Regions from separate parts of the Mus musculus genome. Here region 2 is linked to region 1. A link is a contact called in public HiChIP or PLAC-seq data. All regions are on one chromosome and are shown on one strand. Each heading gives the region's core, a stretch centred on a gene start, on an enhancer-like site or on the middle of the called end of the contact. The rest is flanking DNA. Distances are from core to core; before and after follow the strand shown.

Evidence for each region. HiChIP or PLAC-seq counts read pairs in DNA pulled down with a chosen protein or histone mark.
Region 2: a contact with region 1 is called in an H3K4me3 HiChIP or PLAC-seq map of bone marrow-derived macrophages, with 5 times the contacts expected there. The contact joins the enhancer-like site here to the promoter of Rwdd1 in region 1. A contact is called at or near these places in 16 of 39 promoter capture datasets (the 3T3-L1 cell line, 3T3-L1-derived adipocytes, the C10 cell line and 11 more), 1 of 484 Hi-C or Micro-C datasets (bone marrow-derived macrophages), 14 of 115 datasets of contacts at active chromatin or transcription factors (the 230-238 cell line, the NIH/3T3 cell line, bone marrow-derived macrophages and 8 more) and 4 of 9 other capture datasets (adipose tissue, embryonic stem cells, liver and 1 more).

Annotation. Positions count from the first base shown.
Region 1 is chr10:34,017,143-34,023,594 of GRCm38.p6, forward strand. Rwdd1 (RWD domain containing 1) reads right to left here and starts at 2,474. Exons shown (of 7, transcript NM_025614.3): 1 at 2,224-2,474. The coding sequence starts at 2,296.
Region 2 is chr10:34,354,788-34,361,306 of GRCm38.p6, forward strand. All of the region lies in intron 6 of Nt5dc1 (5'-nucleotidase domain containing 1), which reads right to left. Among named protein-coding and RNA genes, the nearest start is that of Col10a1, 32 kb to the right of the region's middle. Within about 2 kb of position 1,969, at least 14 of the 459 cell types and tissues checked have an H3K27ac peak or open chromatin away from gene starts, as enhancers often do. A contact at or near this core is called in bone marrow-derived macrophages, where this site is marked.

The DNA of each region.
Region 1 (6,452 bases), core at 1,224-3,723:
CCCCTCTATCAGCTATTCTAATAGAGCAATGGAAATAACTAAATTCTACTACCTTACCAGATCCTTGTCAAGTGATGCACAACTGGTGGGAGAATGGTATTGAGACAGTCTGTTTATACAGGTTGTTAGGAGGGTCAAAGTGCAACCAAGCTACCGAACAGGCAAAAAGAAGAAACTGGGGTGTGATGACAGTTCGCGACCAATGTAGCACTAGACTACAAGGTCACCAACAATAGAACAGCAACTAATGCTAAGGCTCAGCTAGGTCTGTGGGCCACAAGTGCACCTTTTTGACATCACACAAGGTCAGTGGACCTAACAAATGCTTCTCTCCTAGTTCACTGGGTATGCATTAAAGACAGGGTGGGGTGGGGTGGGAGAGCCAATTCCTTCCTCAGACTGAGCAGTTGCCAAATCTAGTATTAAGTAGGATATAAAATGAAGTAAAAACCTGCAAACTAGCCGGGTGGTGGTGGCGCATGCCTTTAATCCCAGCACTTGGGAGGCAGAGGCAGGCGGATTTCTGAGCTCAAGGCCAACCTGGTCTACAAAGTGAGTTCCAGGACAGCCAAGGCTATACAGAAAAACCCTGTCTCCAAAAACCAAAAAGTCCTACCTTTTCCCTAAAAGGTTTCAAAAAAAAAAAAAATACCAAGAGCAATACAAAATCCCTAAGAACAATTAATCAAGATTGTTTTTATTGCAAAAATGTGTATGGATGCAGAAAGGAATTACAAGCAGGCTCAGCAGGTTGCTATGGAATAGGTGAGTGCATCAAAATAATCGTAAGTCGTCATTTGTTACCCTGGCTCACTCAGGCTCCTTATGCACTTGTACATCTGACAAGAATTCCATATACTACTACTACTGGGACCTAGCAAAATTCAATACAATACTGCTTTAAGACATAAAAAATGTGCCATTGTAAGACACACATGCGCGGAACTTAGTGAAGGATAACCTAATATTTAAGACAAGTTAAAAATACTGTATGCCTCATGCATTTTTGTTTCTGCCTACAAAGGGTTCATGCCTATTATATTTCTAACGTGCTAGAAAGGTCTAAACATCGTAATTCAGACTATATCGGACAACTGACACTAGCGCTTTATTTTAGTTTGACACTGACATATAAGCAAGGATAGAGAAGGAAGCCAGACTCCACACATACACTCACCCAGGTAATGACACTCTCAACCCCCTCTTCACTCATCCCTTAACATCCGCAACACAGCTGTATTGCTGGTGCGAGAGAACATGAACTCGACTGGAGCTACACAGGAGTAGCTGAGAGACATCTGCCTGTTGGCAAAGCAGAACAAAATTTGCTTCCATTGCAAAAAGTTGGTCAAAAAGTGAAGCCAAGAAAGAAAACTAAGCTAAGCAATGAAAGGGATGGTTTAGGATTTAAAGTAATATGCCTTGGGTTCTTAATTCAGACACTAAGTAATACTTGACAACACTTGGAGGAAGGGTTGTGGAATGTAAATCCCATCAATCCCCAGCCTACGTTCATACTGACTTTACCTTGAGTGCTTCCCTAATTTGAGAAGACCCATAGATAGGTTTTCCATGGAAACAGACTCACAAGGAAAGATTCTACTAATGAATTTCCTGACGGATGCTTTCCCTTAGACCCAATCAGCTCTTCCTACATCTAAGCTGAGGCTGAATCCTTAACCGAAGTCTTCAGGATGTAAGAACTAAGGACCTCTGGCTGGAGGAGGGAGAGCACAAGCCACTTGCCTTCCCTGGGCCTCCAGAACCTCGACGACGTCTAAGATACCTAAGAACCACAGCGACCACATCGTTCATCAGGCATTCTGCAGAATGCCTGATCACTCTTATAGAGAGAATAAGACATCCCCGAGTGTGCTGCTCTCAAAAGCCAGCATCCCAATCTTCTCAGCAGGGAAAACAGCTGCTACTTCACCAGAGCTTAAAATAGGAGGTAAAGGGGGGACATTAAGCGGCTCTGGAGAAACTCATCGCACTGCTAGTTCCCCCCACCCCCCGCGTGCTTCAGTGAATCTCGGATGACGGAGGTTACGCGAAACCAAAGCGGTCAGGACCAATTCCAGGGCCTCCGCAGAGCCACCCGGACCTTCGGATTTCAGGACAGTGGGGAAGGAAGCAGGCGAGTGCTGGAAACTGTCTGGAGAGCGGCAGGAAGGGCCGCGGGGCCCCGGCCTCCGCCCCGGAGCAGGAGGCCGCCAAAGTCACCTGTGAAGGAGTCGGGGTAGATGGACTCCAGAGCCTCCAACTCGTTGCGTTGTTCCTCGCCGTAATCTGTCATCGTGGCCCGCGTTGTTGCCCGTGCATCGGCGCGACTCCCTGGCGGCGGGCTGCAGCGGACACCGCGGCCGCCGGCTGCCGGGCGGGCGCACGCGCAGAGTCGGAGTGGAAAGGCCTGGAGCCACGCCTGGCACGGATTGCTGAGAAACAGCCCCGGCTCCGCGGGCCGCCCGATCCCCGCGTCGGAGTTCGACTCATCGCGCCTGGAATGCCGGCCGCCGATTCGCTGCCTGTCTGCGACGGCTCGGGATTGGCTGGGGGGTGACCGCAGCCCGCCCGGCGTTCGGGAAGGACAGCTACTGCCCGCTGCTGGGCTTTGCTGGCTTCTGATGGAGACGCCTGGCAGAGAGGCATCGCCATTCTGCGCTCGATGTGTCTGGTCTGAGTCTCGCGCAGGGCGTGGTAGTGGCGCCGAGGGCGGGGCGCGGAGGTCCAAGGGCTTCCGCTTTTCCGCGTTCCTAAACCACGTTTGTCGCCCAGAGCAGCCTGTGGGCGACAGCCAGCCCGGCTTCTTGGAACTTTCAATGGCCTGATCTGTGCAGACTCCTGGAAGCCGAGCTGGGACTTGGGGTCGGGGTTCGTCCAGAGGTCTGTCCCAGGAGGAACCCGGGAGGAAGGCTGAAAGTCGAACCAGAGGTTCTTGCACCTCACTTTAAAGTTGTGAAATAAGTGAGGCGGAAAAATTGACCTAAAGACTTGTTCAGTTGTTATTTCAGCGAACAGATAAAGGGGCGGATCTTAGTGACAGATTTGACTTTGCCAAAACTACAATAAGATACCGGAAAATAATACCTTTGATTTAGCTCTACTTCTGCTGATAGATTTGACAGCTTCAAGTCTATCACTACAACCAAAATGTCAAATGCCGTAACGGCAAAACTAAGAAAACAGATAAATATGTCTTCTTTTTTAATGAACACTAAATAGTTACTTGGTTTATATTTGTTTATAATAAAGGAACACGTACTAGCCTAAACAAAATGTGGGGAAATGTACCTCGGGAAGAATACCCCAAACATACTAAAAATGTTTCCCCAAATTTCTCTACCTTCCTTGTGTATTAAAGCTGGCTTTACTTGTATTATGCAGGTTCCATAGATGGGCTTTTTTGGCTTTGGCTTTGTGGTGATTGTTGCTGTTGCTTGCTTGTATCTTGCTTACTAGCCAGGATTGCCAGAACTCGTGTTACCCCTACCCTGGCCTCAGTGGTGCTGAGATTGTAGGTGTGAGCCACAGTGCTCCAGTTACACAGAAAGAGTTTTTTGTTTTGTGTTTAATTAGCAAGTATTCCTTACTTACAGTAAAGGAAATGCATTATGTCAAAAGTATTATGGTTTCTTGTTTTAAATAGATTAAGGGTTGCTTTTTGCCTTCTTTTAAACTTTAAAGGGGAGAAAAGGAAACTTCTGAGATGAGGTAGCATTTCAGATATAAGCTGCATATTTGTTTATTCAAAGGAATTCCGATGATTAGTTACCAGAATAGACTTCTAGGAACAGCTGCTTTAAAGTTCTGAAGGAGACAGATCACTTGGCAGGTTGGAAGACAGTGTGGAGCATTCGCCATGATCTAGTTGAGGGGCTGAGGCATAGATTATGAGGAATTCTGGAAGTGTTAGTGACTCAGACTCTTAACTTAAGAAATGCCACCATGGCCACTCAATCGGACAAAATCTGAAAAGAGAGACTGGTGGCTATGAAAATAAGCTAAATAAACCTATGCTAATTTAGGCAGGCATTGATTGTCGAGATAAGGATCAAGTTCCCAATACGTTTTATATAAATGTCAGGACTTGATGCTGATTAGTAAGGAAAGAATCAAGCTTAACTTCTGACTAGACTAACTTGCATCATGAAGTTCTGATATCAAAAATGACAGGTGAAGAAGACATTTGACAAAGATGTTACTGACTTGTGGGACATTTGGCTATGCACAGACAGCCTGGTTTCCAGTTGACACTTTATGTTGAACCCCGGGACCCAGTGGTGATAATTCACCTACATGGGATAGAAGGAGTTCTCTCATGTCTCCTGGAACCCTGGCTCCTGTTGAAGTTACTGACCCCCCGCCCCCACCAGCCCCCACAAGAGAACCATGGTTAGTAGTCACGTAGGCAACATCCCAAGCTTCTGACCTTCAGGCTAGACTCTGCCCCAGTTACCTAGCAACAGTAAAGATAGCAGCATACCATAAGAGGGGCTGCTTGGCCCCACCTCACTCTCTTACTCCCCTTACACTCTTCTTACTTTCTCCTCTCCTCTCCTCACTCTCTTCCTCGCTCTCTCCATTTAACTCTCTAGCCTTTCTTCTCTCTCTCTCTCCTTTTCCCCCTTCTCTCCGCTTGGCCATGGCCAGTCTCTCTCTCATTCCACCTTCTCTCCTTTCTCCCTGCCTTTCTACAATAAAGCTCTAAAACCATAGACTGTCTCTGTTCATCAAGGCCCCCCTGCACTTACTCTCATCTGCATGGGAACCTCACCCCTTCTGCCCTCTCTTCCATAACCCGGTCAGGGATTGCCCCTTGTCCACCTCCCCATCCCCCACCAAGTGAGGTCAGTGGCATAGATGCCCAAGAGCATAGGAGGAACTCTGGCCGGATGTGGGCTATCCTCCCTCCCCCCTCTTCCCTTACCCCTTTTGTTGCCAAAACCAAAGCAAAGTTTGTTTCCTAACAGAATATCAAGGAAAAGAGTCTGCCAAAGTTGGTGAAGTACAAACAACCATCCTATAATTTACAGAATAGTGACTATTTGCATGTTTTCATCTATTAAGTGTAATGCCCCTTAATTGATCACCACTTCATTACAAAAAGCCTGAGGACATCCCTAACTTGTCTACTTGCCTCAGAGTCACAGATGAATGTAGTCTTCATGCCTCATTCAAAGAAGCTACTTTTCAAAGCAGACTGATAAACAAAAACCTCAATTAATCAAAATGCAGAGTTCTGTGACATGCCCCACTGATGACACATCTTGAACACAAGTGTATGGTAGCCATATACCTGAGGCCAAAGGAACGGCAGAAGAGGGAGGGGAAAGATTGTAAGAGCCAGGGGACCAGGAATTCTACTGCAAGATTGTTTTCTAGATATGATGAGTTTCTATGAGCAGGAGATCTCAAAACTAAGACAGTTCAAGATCTAAACGATGACACTAACAAGCCAACATGGAAGGGGGAAATCTATAGAACCTCACCACTTGATGCAGAGCTATAGGCAATTAACTGCTGAGAGGCAATTTAGTCTTCCTCACACATGGCACCCTAAATAGTTATCCAGTCCCAGGTTATCCTAAAAAATACACATACAAGCAACACTAAATGGACTCAGCAGATTGCATTTATACATGTAGTATTCCCCAATAAAGAATAAGGTCATTGATTTGAAAACAGCATGTGAGGTGGTGGGGGGGGGAATGATTGTATTTTAATTAAATTTTCAAGAACAATTACCAAAAAAAGGGGGGAGGGATTTTGGGTAAACTCCTTTTTATGCCTATTATATGTTATAGCAAACTTAAGTCTTCATGAATCCTTGAGAGAGAGGGGAAAAAGAAAAAGAAAGAGAGCGTGTGTGTGGTATGTGTGTGGGGGAGGAGGTTCACTGGAGATCAAACTCAGGGATTTACACAGACTAGACAACTGCTCTACCACTGGGTTCTATCCCCAGTCTTTGAGTATTGTTTTTAATCCTGAAGGTCATGCCTTGAGAGGGTTTCGGGGCAGCTCAAACTTTGTCATACATGAATAAGGATTATTAAGCATTTTCAGTTGATCTCTATTTCCTTCTGCAGTAACAGGAGCTCTTGTAAGACAGGAAGTTCACCACTGGAAGTGTAGAAAATTCTCAAAGGGAAAATTATCCTTTTAGTGATTTGTTTTAAGCTGTAGTTAATAATGTTAGGAATGGGTCTGTTTCAGGCTCTGACAGACATCAAACAATGTAATGAAAATGGTCACCATGATACAGGGGCCAGAACTAAGGACCCTGTGCTTAGTCATTCACAAGCTACATAAGTTTGTAAGATTGCAAAAGGTCCATGAAGTTGTGTGTATTAAAGTATGTAGCAAACTAAAAAATACAATGTTAGTTTTATTTAATAATATTTTAAAATACAATATCGACCAAAAGCATCAGGAATGAGGGTCTGGAATGGTGA
Region 2 (6,519 bases), core at 719-3,218, 340 kb after region 1:
GGAAAACCATGTGCTTCATTTTGTCAACATCTTTCCTTTTTTTAATTTTGAAAGGATTTATTTATTTTATTTATTTATTTTATTTATTTATTTATTTTATATGAGTGCATTGTAGCTGTCTTCAGACACACCAGAAGAGGGCATCGGATCCCATTACAGATGGTTGTGAGCCACCATGTGGTTGCTGGGAATTGAACTCAGGACCTCTAGAAGAGCAGTCAGTGCTCTTAACTGCTGAGCCATCTCTCCAGCCCCTGTCATAATCTTTTCAATTCATTCTCTTGGTCATACTATTTCTTCTTTCCCAGAAATCTATATACACATGTGGATTTTCTTAGACTGTAAGCCAATGCTGCCTCTTTCATACTTTCAGCTCCTGAATTTTTGACTGCCATACAGATGATTTTCTCCATGACAGTACTAGGTATTAATATTTCAAAGATGTATCAGAATAGATTACTGGTAATCAAAAAGAAATCAAGATCATTAAATCCTACTTCTAAAGCAAGCATGATCACCTCACTTTCTTACATTCCTTCTGCAGTTGAGTGTCATTAGGAGTAGGACACTTGACTAGCATGCATAAGACACTGATTCAATTCTCAGAGCTGCAAATGCACATAGGCAGGCAGGCAGGCAGGCAGGCAGAGAGACAGCCAGCCAGCCAGCCAGCCAGCCAGCCATAAATGGCATGGATTGTATAGAGATAAAGTTTAGCTTTTGCTAGCCCAAATTCACTGTGGTGCTAATGAATTTCTCCAGCATTTAGTATTTTTTGTCTCTCAGTATTACTTGGGATTTCTTTTTTGAAAATACCTACATAGCTGCAAGTATAGGAAACTAATACCTTTTATAGAAATAACTTAGTTCAAGTTTCAGATAGACTATCTAAAGACCATTTGGGACAGGAGGGTTATGATTAACATATGCATGAGTGCTAAGTACACTGTAGAGATTGTAGTTTTGAAATTATTTACATTAACAAGTAGAAATTAGCTGCCATGCATAGTAAACTTGAAAGAAGCCAGTTTCAAACCTTGGACTACTGTCAAGCCTGGAGGAATCAGACTACCATATGACAGTTAGAAAGGCACCAAGAAACTAGGCCGACTTTCAAGGATCTGTCCCCCTAGGGTAGAACACTAAGTCCACGAGCCCAGAAGGCTTCAAGAGAGGTGACCTACTCTTATGCGAAGGTTGAGTAATAAAAGTTTCTGTGGGAGACAGGTACAAATGCCACCTACTTCCTCAGACTCTTCATGATGAAGTAAGATCATTAGTAAGCCAAGGGAAGGGCAGCAAGTATTCATAGGCATGAGAAAGAACAAAGGACAAACTCTGATAGGGTGGAAGATGAAAGTTCTTTTCTGGGTACGAAACAGCTACGGTCCAAACATTATATGTAAATATCAAGTCTAGGTCACTTGCTGCTAGGAGGGGTCAGGAAGCCTCTGCCTATGTCAGCTACAGGCAAAAGGCCAAATTTGGCTTTTCACATGGAGGAAAACCAGGAAGGCTGTAGCAAATGGCCTCCCCACTGAGGCCTAGCTAGCTAGCCCAGAACCACATCATGCCTCCATTGCTAAAAGAAGGGAAATACATGGCTGCAATGTTGTGTGGGGTAAGAACACAAGTGCAGAGAGACATAGCTGTGTTACCCTTGTGCTGATACAGCATACAGCTTGCTACTGAGAGTGGAGCAGCAATGCTGATGGACAGCTATCCAGCACATCAGCATAAAGACCACAGTGACAGCACTGCACCAAGGCCATCTGAGTCCCATGGTCCACTGAAGGGATGAAAACCCCATGGCAGCCTACTCTCAGTGAGACTGACTGAAACTTACATTTCACTCAGCAGTGGCCTAACAAGGTACTGGCTCACTTAACAGTACAAACAGTGTTCACTGTAGTGTCTAATGCCCACACAAGGGCTGGCACTCAACTACAAGTCTTATGAGTGATGCACTAAGCAAACAGCTTCCTCAAGCCTCTCACTGTGAAGGACTCAGGGATGATGCATGCCTTAGACTATCAGGAAGAGACTTAAATGTAATGAGGATTAAAGTGTCAAAGGAGCTAGTAAAAAGTGAACATGAATGAGATGGTTTATTTTAGTGTAGAAACAGGAACTATTAAAAATAAAGACAAATATCAGAGATGAGGACATTTCCTTTAATAGGCTCAACAGCCTCTGATGAAACTAAGGGTTTATCAGCTACTATAAAGAAGAATCAATTAAAATTTCCTGAACTAAAGCACAAAGTGAAGAAAATACCAGAGGGAGAATGAAGAGGTCATTATGATGGTATAGGACTGTCTTAGGGTTTTATTGCTGTGATGAGACACCATTATGAAGGCACTACTTATAAAGAAAAACATGTAATTGGGCCTGGCTTACAGTTTCAGAGGTTTGGTACATTATCATCATGGTGGAAAGCATAAATATTAAGGAAAATAATACAACCCATTAGTATACTTTTCAATGCAATCTTTAACAAAAACACGACCATTTTGTTTAAGCTTAAAACCACTTGTAGAGTACAAAAACTAAGGAAAATAATTTGCAGAATTTTTGTGAATCACTGAAATTTGTGGAACATGTTCACAACTAATAAGTTACAAAATGCTTCACGTCCATTCTGCTGTACAGACAGGAACAACAACAACAAAAACCAGGAGCTCAGATGGGTGGACTGAGGTGACACTGTGAGGGCAGGCGTCAGTATAACCTTCTCAGTATTAGAATACTAGACCGAGAAGTCCCATGTTCATACAATCACTTTCCAAGACGTTTCCATGCCCAGCTGCCAACTAGGGCCCCTGCTCTCACCGTGATAGAAAGCCATAAGCATGCAAGATTTTACACTTATTTTCTAACTTGCATATATACTAGCAACAGTGGAATGAAATGAAGTAGAAGAGTATGTGGGATGTGAGAGAAAATTCAGCAAAATCAAATATGTCCAAAGTAACCTCTGCCTTTCCTGTTGGGACCACCTCTCTGGGTGATGCCAGCCTACTCTCTCCCACCAGGGACCTCTCTGGGTGATGCCAGCCTACTCTCTCCCACCAGGGACCTCCCTGGGCGATGCCAGGCAACTCTCTCCCACCTGGAACCTCACTGGGTGATGCCAGGCTACTCTCTCCCACCAGGGACCTCCCTAGGCGATGCCAGGCTACTCTCTCCCACCTGGGACCTCACTGGGTAATGCCAGAGTATACTCTAACTCCCTGGATTATGCCAGGCTACTGTGCCACCCCAGGGCCTCATCTAAAATCTACTTCTGAATTATTATCATCACAACAGTAACCACTTTTATTAGCACTAACACACAGCATGACTAGTTTTACAAAGCATATTTAAATTTCTGGTAACTAGATTACAAATGACCCTTTGGAACAGTGTTCAATTCCTGAGCTTAGAGTCTTTGCATAAAACAAAGCTCTTCAGAGTTTGAGCAAAAACCACATATTTATTTGATTTCATATTTGTCTTCTTAAAATAATCTTGGTCAGTAACTTCCAAATAAGCCTAGTGATTACAACTTTAAAATATGCAAAGCTGTAACAGTTGTAACAATTATATAACAGGTAATTTGCATTTAAATTAACTTTCATTTAATAATCTCTTAAACTCCTACTGCGGGTCTAGGACTGTGCTGGAGGATAAAAGAAATCCCCCAATCTAAGGCTATTTCAGATTAACGAAAGGAGACAGATACACTGTCCTTAGAGACAATGGCTTGGAAACTTTCAAAGCTACATACGTGCTGCACACACATTTGAGAAGTCCTGAGAATGCCAAGAAAGACAAAGATAATAAGTGATATTAATGTACAGCAGAGTAAAAACCTAAACTACATAAATAAGTAGTCTGAGAAAAACAGATCATGGTTATAAAAATCACAGGCTTTGTCAATAAGCACACAGAACTAGAAGATAGTTTAAAACAGAAATATATTTTTTAAACAAACATTTATCAGGGTGTGTGTGTGTGTGTGTGTGTGTGTGTGTGTGTGTGTTGTGTAATAACAATTAAAAGAAAGAGGCTATGAATTTGATAGAAGGCAAGGATGGTGCATGGGAGAGAGGGTAGAAGGGAGGAAAGAAAAGAAGGAAATGATTATTTTATAATTACAAAATATAAAAATAAGTTAAAAAATAAGTAACCTACATTATAATTTTTCACATTTCAGTTGAGTTAAATATCATCTCCATTTAACACAGCTTGGTAGTTCTGTGAGGTAATTGATCAACAATGGGCTAGCAGGTGTAGTGGCACCTTCCTTCAATGCTAGCACTTGGGGCAGAGGCAAGTAGATCTCTGGAGTTAGAGGCAGCCTGGCTTACATAGCTATTTTTAGCACAGCCAGAATAACACAATAAATCATTGTAAGCCCTTAAATGTAAGTATGGTTTATATTCAAAAGAAAGCCAATGATAGAGTTGGGGACTAGGAAAAAAAGGAGAGATTATTCTAAACTCTTTGAATTTCATCACATGAAATTCTACAATTAAATGAAGCTGACTTTATGTATTTTTAATTTAAAAAAGTTTTCAATGTGTGTTTCATGGTGCTGTTACATGGGTATTTTTATATTAGTATATGATATACATTAAGCTAATTTCCCACATATCCTTGATATTCCTTTCTCTCTGTTCCTCTTCTATTATCCCTTTGTATTTCTATCTTCACATCATCCATTCATGCATGCCAAAGGCCAGCCTCAGCTTGGAGAGGGTCCTGAGGAAGGGGTGTTCAGGAGTAGAGGAAGAACGAGCTGGCAGCCTCTAAAGAGTTCCAGACAGCTCATCCAGATAGTTCAGCTCTAGAAAACCAAGGCTCAGTCTTTTATTTACATATCAATTCAGTCATTTACTCCAGTTTCCTTTTTGATTATCCCATGAGTAAGTATTCCAAGACCCCAATTCCCTGATTCTTAAAAACAAAAACAAAAAACAGCAAGCCAATTTTTTTTAAAACAATGCAAATGAATTCAGAGATTTGCCTGCCTTTGTAAGCATGGAAAATAGGTTTAGTTGGGTGAGATCCTGTCCTGAAATTACCTGGGCCTATAGTCACTCAATTCCAGGCTGACCTTGAACTCAGGAATATGCCAGCCTTTGTAAGCACAAACAATAAACTTAGCTGGGAATGATAGTATCTTTCTGGCAAATTGGCTCAAAGGGAACAATAGGATGAGGATTAAAAGATATGGACAGAGAATGCTTAACAGGTAAAAGGCGTAGCGGGACAGAAGCCATAACTTGTAACACACAGTAAGATGGTAAGTGCCTGATGTGATAGACATTACATCACATGTGATAGACATGTAATGTGAAGAATTTACTTTGACCTTTACACAGTGTATGTGTCTCCAAGTGCTGTGTATGCACATAAATATGTACAATTCTATGAGTCAATTAAAATGACAATTATGTTACCCTTATTGCTTTTGAAGGACAGAAATATTCAAGCTAATTTTACAAATGCTTTGGACACCAAGTCTCTCATTTCTGATGTATGAAAGTCATGGGTCCCAGTACCAGTTTGTCTTTATCAAGTAATGGTTAAATAAGAAAGCAGATCATTTTCTAGCAACATGTTTCTTCTGGACTAGAAGAGAAGTTGGCGTAGGTGATTGGAATGGAAGGAAGCAAGCATTGGTGCAGCTGAGCAAGACTATGAGGAAAGAGCTGTCTGCTCCTCTCAAGATGTTCCCTTCACAGTACTTGAGTATCTGTGTCTACTTTTGGAATTATTGTCTCCCAGTAACAAGAGTTCCATGTACTATGTACCATGAGTTCCAGACCACCTGCAGTAGAGTAATCTGACTATGTTATAAGTATTGAGGCAAAAAGAGTTTGTGCATGTTTAGAATTGCTTCCTTCTGAGTATCAAGTTGTCATCGAGATGTGTTTTTTTATATTTTTTATTATTACGTATTTTCCTCAATTACATTTAGAATGCTATCCCAAAAGTCCCCCATACCCTCCCCCCCACTCCCCTACCCACCCATTCCCATTTTTTGGCCCTGGCGTTCCCCTGTACTAGGGCATATAAAGTTTGCAAGTCCAATGGGCCTCTCTTTCCAGTGATGGCCGACTAGGCCATCTTCTGATACATATGCAGCTAGAGTCAAGAGTTCCGGGGTACTGGTTAGTTCATATTGTTGTTCCACCTATAGGGTTGCAGATCCCTTTAGCTCCTTGGGTACTTTCTCTAGCTCCTCCATTGGGGGCCCTGTGCTCCATCCAATAGCTGACTGTGAGCATCCACTTATGTGTTTGCTAGGCCCCGGCCTAGTCTCACAAGAGACAGCTATATCAGGGTCCTTTCAGCCAACGCTTGCTAGTGTATGCAATGGTGTCATCGTTTGGAGGATAATTATGGGATGGATCCCTGGATATGGCAGTCTCTAGATGGTCCATCAAGAACGAAGACCAAAGTGTGGACACTTTGCCCCTTCTTAGAATTGGAAACAATCACCCATGGAAGGAGTTACAGAGACAAAGT